2 separate regions of the Rattus norvegicus genome follow, and region 1 is linked to region 2. Evidence: chromatin contacts called from public Hi-C data. All regions are on one chromosome and are shown on one strand. The core of a region is the stretch at or near the end of the contact, and the rest is flanking DNA. Distances in the headings are between cores, read along the strand shown. Region 1 overlaps Dock1 (dedicator of cyto-kinesis 1). Region 2 holds the start of Dock1 (dedicator of cyto-kinesis 1).

What was found. Hi-C and Micro-C count contacts between places; a contact is called where the count stands out from the background.
Region 1: a contact with region 2 is called in a Hi-C map of frontal cortex, with 2.1 times the contacts expected there. The contact joins the enhancer-like site here to the promoter of Dock1 in region 2. A contact is called at or near these places in 2 of 12 Hi-C or Micro-C datasets (Schwann cells and frontal cortex).

Annotation. Positions count from the first base shown.
Region 1 is chr1:199,016,830-199,019,763 of GRCr8, reverse strand. It overlaps Dock1 (dedicator of cyto-kinesis 1), which reads right to left. Exons shown (of 52, transcript NM_001143858.1): 18 at 2,858-2,934. Among named protein-coding and RNA genes, the nearest start is that of Dock1, 120 kb to the right of the region's middle. Within about 2 kb of position 1,288, at least 29 of the 93 cell types and tissues checked have an H3K27ac peak or open chromatin away from gene starts, as enhancers often do. A contact at or near this core is called in Schwann cells, where this site is marked.
Region 2 is chr1:198,895,636-198,898,872 of GRCr8, reverse strand. Dock1 (dedicator of cyto-kinesis 1) reads right to left here and starts at 1,828. Exons shown (of 52, transcript NM_001143858.1): 1 at 1,665-1,828. The coding sequence starts at 1,710.

The DNA.
Region 1 (2,934 bases), core at 39-2,538, 120 kb before region 2:
TCTGTTTTGTTTTCCTTTTTTGAGACAGGGCTCATTAGATGGGTCAGACTAGCCTGAAGCTCACTGCAGAACTCAGGTTGTATTTGAACTTATAAATTCTCCTGCCTCCGCAACCACGCCCCATCCCACCTGACAAAAACTGCGATTATAACATTTGTACTGCCCATCTGAGCTTTGTACTGCAAATATGAGGAAAAAAGTCCAGATGAGAATATTAATAAATCACCTCATGGGGGAGGGGGTGCTTAAGGAAATGGCTTGTACCTCCCCCACAAACTACCCAGTCAGGAAAGGCTTCCACTCCCAGGGATGAACTCAACATGGCTGGATTCATAATTATTCTTTGTTTCATGGCTCCCTTCCCTCTCGTTACACAGTAAGCTAACTGAGACGAGGGATCACGTCTTCCAGTTCTTCTCCTATCCCCTATGGCAGCCCACACAGCGCTGAGGACAGAGATCTTTAATACAAACCTTGATGAATAATTCAGCCCCTGCTTTTTTTTTTCCTAAGTAATGGAACTTTGCGAGAACAAATTATGGTTTCAGGAAAATGATTACCCCAGGGGAGAATTTGGGATTCCACACTCAGTCGCCAACTAGGGCACCCCCATCTTATATACTCCTGGCATGGCACAATCCCAAAAAGGGGGTATCAATGCTGGCATGAAATGAAAGCCAGATTCCTCCTTCTGTTCAGTGAGCAGCATCACTTTGGAATTTCCTTGTTGCTTGGCAACAGCTGCTGCAGAGACCAGGGCTCTCTCCCTGGGTACCAGGGAGGGAATCACCCTGCAGATGGTAAGATTCAAGGAGCTGTAAGGTGAAAAAGGCATCCACACACCACCCTTGGAGGTCCCCCCTTCCCCCTACCACTCTCAGATGTGTGGTTTTAAAACCATACTGTGGATGAGACTTGCTTTGAAAGGAAATGATGATCAAATTTCAGACAACTAGCAATGCATCTGGAACATTGACCCACATATAAGACAGTGGCTTCCTCCGAAGTCAGAAGTGACACAGAGTGGGCAGACCTCAGCACCTGCTCAGACACTAAAGCACCACACATGGGGTCAATGACCAAGCCAGGGACACCACCCTCAGCCTGCACTGAATGAGGCACAAATACTAGTCCATGTATCCCAGTTTGGGTACGAGGTGAGAAGCTCATTCCCAGTACTGGAATATTCTTTGCGCAGCCCAGTCAGTAGCTGGAGCCCACACAGCTGACTCATGTCCCTGAACACCAAGGGCCTGCACAATCCTCCCTTCCCCCACCACTTGCACAAATCCGGTCCCTCTGGGAGGTGTGGGGGTTGGGGGAGTCATTTGCTGGCGGGGATTACCACAGGCCGCAAAGAGGGAGCCTTCAGGCATGATTCAGACAAACCCACGATGATTTGGCAACCAAGAAGTGTCCAGATAGTACCAAAGTATCGGTGTTCACACAGACTCAAACAACCCAGACGTGTCTGGATGACTTACAGCCTCTCACTAATATTTTACTCGGGAGGAGCCTCACTGGGTAAAGCTGGGAATGAGAGAGGGAAGCATCAGGTGGAGAAAGTTTGAAAGATATCTGACCCAGGGCTGGCATGCCCAGGCCTTCAGGACAGCAGCATCTCTCCCCGTCTTCCAAAGGACGAGTTTCTTCCATGCTAGGTTAATCCAGTGCAAGCCCGAAAGATGTCTGCTCCTCAGCAAATCTCAGACTCCAGCCATGACTGACAGGCAACACAGAGATGTGATTCCTGATAATGACGGACATTAATAATCACAACTCATATCAGGCAGTTAAGAGGGAAAAAAATTGGATTTTCAAGCTCCATTTCAAGAGAGCATAAAGTCTCTACACAGCTGTGATACGGCCGCATTAGGAGGATGCGGTTTTTAAATGAAGGATTTGCGCAGAGAGCCTCTGCCTCCTCCAGACAGAGTCACGGCAACGGCCCTGGTGTGCTCTGAATAAGAAGTATCTCCACTGGACTGCCGTGACTCTGAGGAGGCTGCAAGCAGTGGGAAATGAACTCGGCCAGCCCAGGGACATGAGGCATCATCGGATGAGTGAACTGCCACATTAGGCTGAGTTTCATGTATGAGGACCAGCAAGGAGGTCGTATCTCACACTGCAAGCAGGGGGTCTAAAAATGTCACGCCAACCAACTTCTCCAGGAAAGATAACTGGGAATTATCTCCAGGAGAATCAAGACGGGGGAAGACACATAGAAGGGAGTACCTCACATCTGACAGTGTATATACTAGCCAGAAAGCTCTGGAAGCAGGCATTAGTCACATGTGTATCAACAAGCACAGCTGGGTTGAAAGCACCTTTACTTAAGGTCATCTCCAGGGTTAAATTAGAACCAAAGTTCAGCTCCATTTCTCTGATGTGATTTCAAACCTTGTAAACTTTCCTTGATGCCCGGTTTCCTTCTTTTGGCTGGAAAGCATCCTAAAGAGGACATCGAGAGCTGGCAAAATGGCTGAGTGGTTATGGGGCCTGCCAACAAGCTTGATGAACTGAGTTCAATCCCCACTATCCACACAGAGAAGGGAAAGAAGCCAATGTGTCCTCTGACTGCCCACACACACACACACCGCAAATAAACACACTTAAGAATTTAAAAAAAAAGTCCTTTCATTGTTTAATCTTCTGGCTAAGTTAATCCTCAGACCAAAATAGAAGTGTGAATTTTAAACTCTGACGGATGCCACTTCCTCTTCCCAAGCACATCGACATCTATGTGGGTCCTTATCAAAGGACAGAGAGAATGACGTCCGAGCACCCACAGGAAACTCCTCCACTCAACAAGCAGCCAAAGGGGATGTGATTGAGAGGGAGAAATTCTAGAACTCACCATTCTGGGTCAGTTTGGTGGAGCACACCAGCGTAGAGATCTGGAAAGAATCTTTACTGATGGTGCAACTCCCAAGA
Region 2 (3,237 bases), core at 579-3,078:
GCAGAGACAAGTAGACCTCTGTATGAAGCCAGAACAACCAGAGCTACATAGTGAAACTCTGTCTCAAAAAGTAAACAAAAAACATAGAAAGAGACTCCCCTATCCAGTAATCACAAGCCATGGTGGCAGCTACACCAGAACAGGGATGAATGTGAACCCGCTGTTGCCAGGGTTCAAACCCAGAGCGCTCCCATTACTGTGCTGCAAGGGTAAAGTGTAAGTAACAACTTTCTCCACTACCCGAGACTCCCCTACAGGCCCAAGGGTCCCTCTCCTTCCTCACTGCCTCCTGACCGTCCTGTGGCCGCTTTCTGCTTGCTCCTGGTCTTCTAGCTGTTTTTTGAACAGTCCTGTGCAATCCCAGGAGAAAACACTCATCGCTCCCACACCCTGAAGTCCTCCTAAGTAGGATCCTCATCCCAAATTAGACAGATGGGACTCTCACAGCCCTTCTTGCCCCACATGGGACCCCCAGGAGGTACAAGATATGCTTCTTAGCTCCTTACACACCCCATCCACCCCCAGAAAGCCCAGCTCTGTCATGGGCCTCAGAAAGGTCTGCCAAATGCAGGTGGAGGCCAGTCCCAGTGTTCACAAGGAGGGAAGTCCTCCAACCCAGTGTGTGGGCCTAGAGTGGAGGTAGGAGCCCTAGGCTTCCCCAGCCCTGCCCCCGTGGCCACCATCCCCTACTTGCTACAGAAATAAGTAACTAGAGTTCAAAGGAAGGACACAGCCTTGTAGATTGGAGTCTCCAGGAAGCTTCCAAAGTTAGCGGGCTGGGACAAGAGCTAGGCCTGCAAGAAGGTGCTGAAGGCGTGCCTAGAACAGACAGCTGCTGAGAAAACGCCTCAAGGCAGCCCTTAGGGTGGAAGGCGGCAAGCTCCTCTAAATGCTTGCTTGCAAATCCCTGAGAAATGCTTGCTTGCAAGTCAGACAGAGTCTCTGCTCAGGTGAGGCTGGGCATCAGAGGATCCTTAGGGAAAGAGAGAAGGAGCCTGGAAACAGAATAGTCAGGTCTGGAATGCCAGCGAGCCCTGAGGCCTAGACAGACCTGATTTTTGATGTGGGCTGGCTGGAGGGGAAGACAGGGTCTGCAGGGCTCTAGTACTGTCTAGCCACTGAAGCAAGCCGGGCTCCTTGGAATGTGTCTTGAGTCAAATGTAAGCTTGCAACCCGACTCCCTCCACCCCCTCGGGAAGCGACAAAGGCAAAACCAGGTCCCCGCCCTCGAGGTCCGTTTCCAGGGTCCCCGGGAAACAGGAGCGCCTGAGTGCCCCCCCCCACCATCCAGGGCGGGAAAGGCGGCACGGACCCAGCCCGGGAAGCGCAGCCACTCCTCACGCGAGAAAAGGAGACTTCACAGATCCGTGCGCTGCACAATGAAAAGTGTTCACCCGGAATCCCGGATGCCAAACAAAAGTTTCCCGAAGAAGCCAAAACGCACACAAACAATGACCCCGGGAGCCCTGCGCACTCAGGAACACACGGGACTACACAGAGCGAATGCGCGGGAATAAGGAGCACGGTGGACCCCGGAAGGTCACCGGGTTCCCCACGCGGGCTCCAGCCCCCGGCGGGCCGGGCTCCGCACCGCGCGGCAACAGGCTGGGCACCGCGGCGGGGAAGTTGCGCGCGGGGCGGGCGCGGGGCGGCGCGCTGCTCACCCACGCCGTACTTCTCCTCTCGTTTGGTGGGGACCCAGCGCGTCATGGTGGCGCTGGCCGCAGCCCACTGGAGCCGCCGCTGCCGCTGCCGCCGCCGCTGCTCGGGCAGGAAACTGTGCGCCTAGGCCGCCATCTTCCATTCCTTCCCCGCCGCGACAGGATGGGGAGGAAAAAGTTTGCGGCGGAGGCGGTGTCATGTGGGACGGGGCGGGCGGAGCGTCGCGGGCCGGATGGGAAAGGCCAGGAGCGCCGGCGAGAGGCGGGACGGCAGCCGGCTGCAGCCCGCCCAGGCGCGCGTGCCCTGGGCCGGGCTGGCCGCGTCCCTCGAGGGACCCAGGCCGCTTCCCCGAGCCCACAGACGTCCTGCACGCTGCACGCGCCGCGCAACTCGCATTCTCTACTTTTCACTGAACAGCAGGCACCTCGTACCTATTAATCTGCACCGTACACCCCTCACCCTGCACACTCTACTCTGCACCGCATTCAGCATTCTTTATTATGTACCCCACACACTACATTGAACACCAAGCATCGGCATCCTAAACACTCTGCACCCTTGCATGGTGCAGAGGCGCTGTCTTTACACACACACACACACACACACACACACACACACACACACACACACACACACACACAGAGTCCTTACAGCCCTCCGGACCTGGACCTAACACAAATAGTGGAGGATCAGAACAGAATCAGACACCAAACATGTACTCACTAGTGTGTCCTGGTGGAGAGCGCTGAAGCAGAGCTAGGAGTTCTTCGTGGTTCGTTCATTATTTCATTCATTCATTCAACAAACACAAAGTGGGCACCTATTTCGCCAGAGGCTGAACGTACTGAGCGTGCCTGGTAGCTGATGGGAGTGGTGACGTACAGTCAGCACTGGTTAAGAGAAGCCTAGGGAAAGACTTTGCAGCCCCTGGGTGTTTCTATCAACCCAGCTCCCTTTAGGTGTTGAGGGCCTGGGGCTGCACTGAGAGGCTCCAGGCTTGCACAACTTTGAGGCATTCAGTGGGAGTTGGGCCCTGCTGAAGTGGGGAAAGAGGGAAGTGGGAAGAGAAAGGAAGCCAGTCCAAGCTTAGAACAGGCAGCTCAGCCTCCTAGCAACCCTAATCTGAAGGAGGCCGGTCTCAGATTCACCCAGTGCCAGCCACCCACAAGTGCAATACTTCTGAGTTCTCCAAGGCCCGCACATAGACACACCCCAGAGTTTTCATTAGAATCCAAGAAAAGGTTAAAACTAAGGGGAGGGCTGGAATGGGGGCTCAAGTCCACGGCAATCCATTAGAAGGGGTAAACGAGATTATACCTTCTGCTGTCTGCCTTCTCTCCCTAGCATCCTAGAAACAATGACAAATACACCAGCCAAGAGACTTCAAGGACTAGAGGAACGAAGGTTTAAAAGAGTGAAGGCTACATTGTGTAAGATTGCATGTCAGAGCCAGAGAGGAGCCGACTCATCTAGAATTGGAAGGTCAGGGAGCCACTACCTGCTGTAGACGGGGCCACCCTGGCCTGGGGCAGTTATGTTAACCAGTCCAGATTGCAGCTTAAACAGCCAGGAATT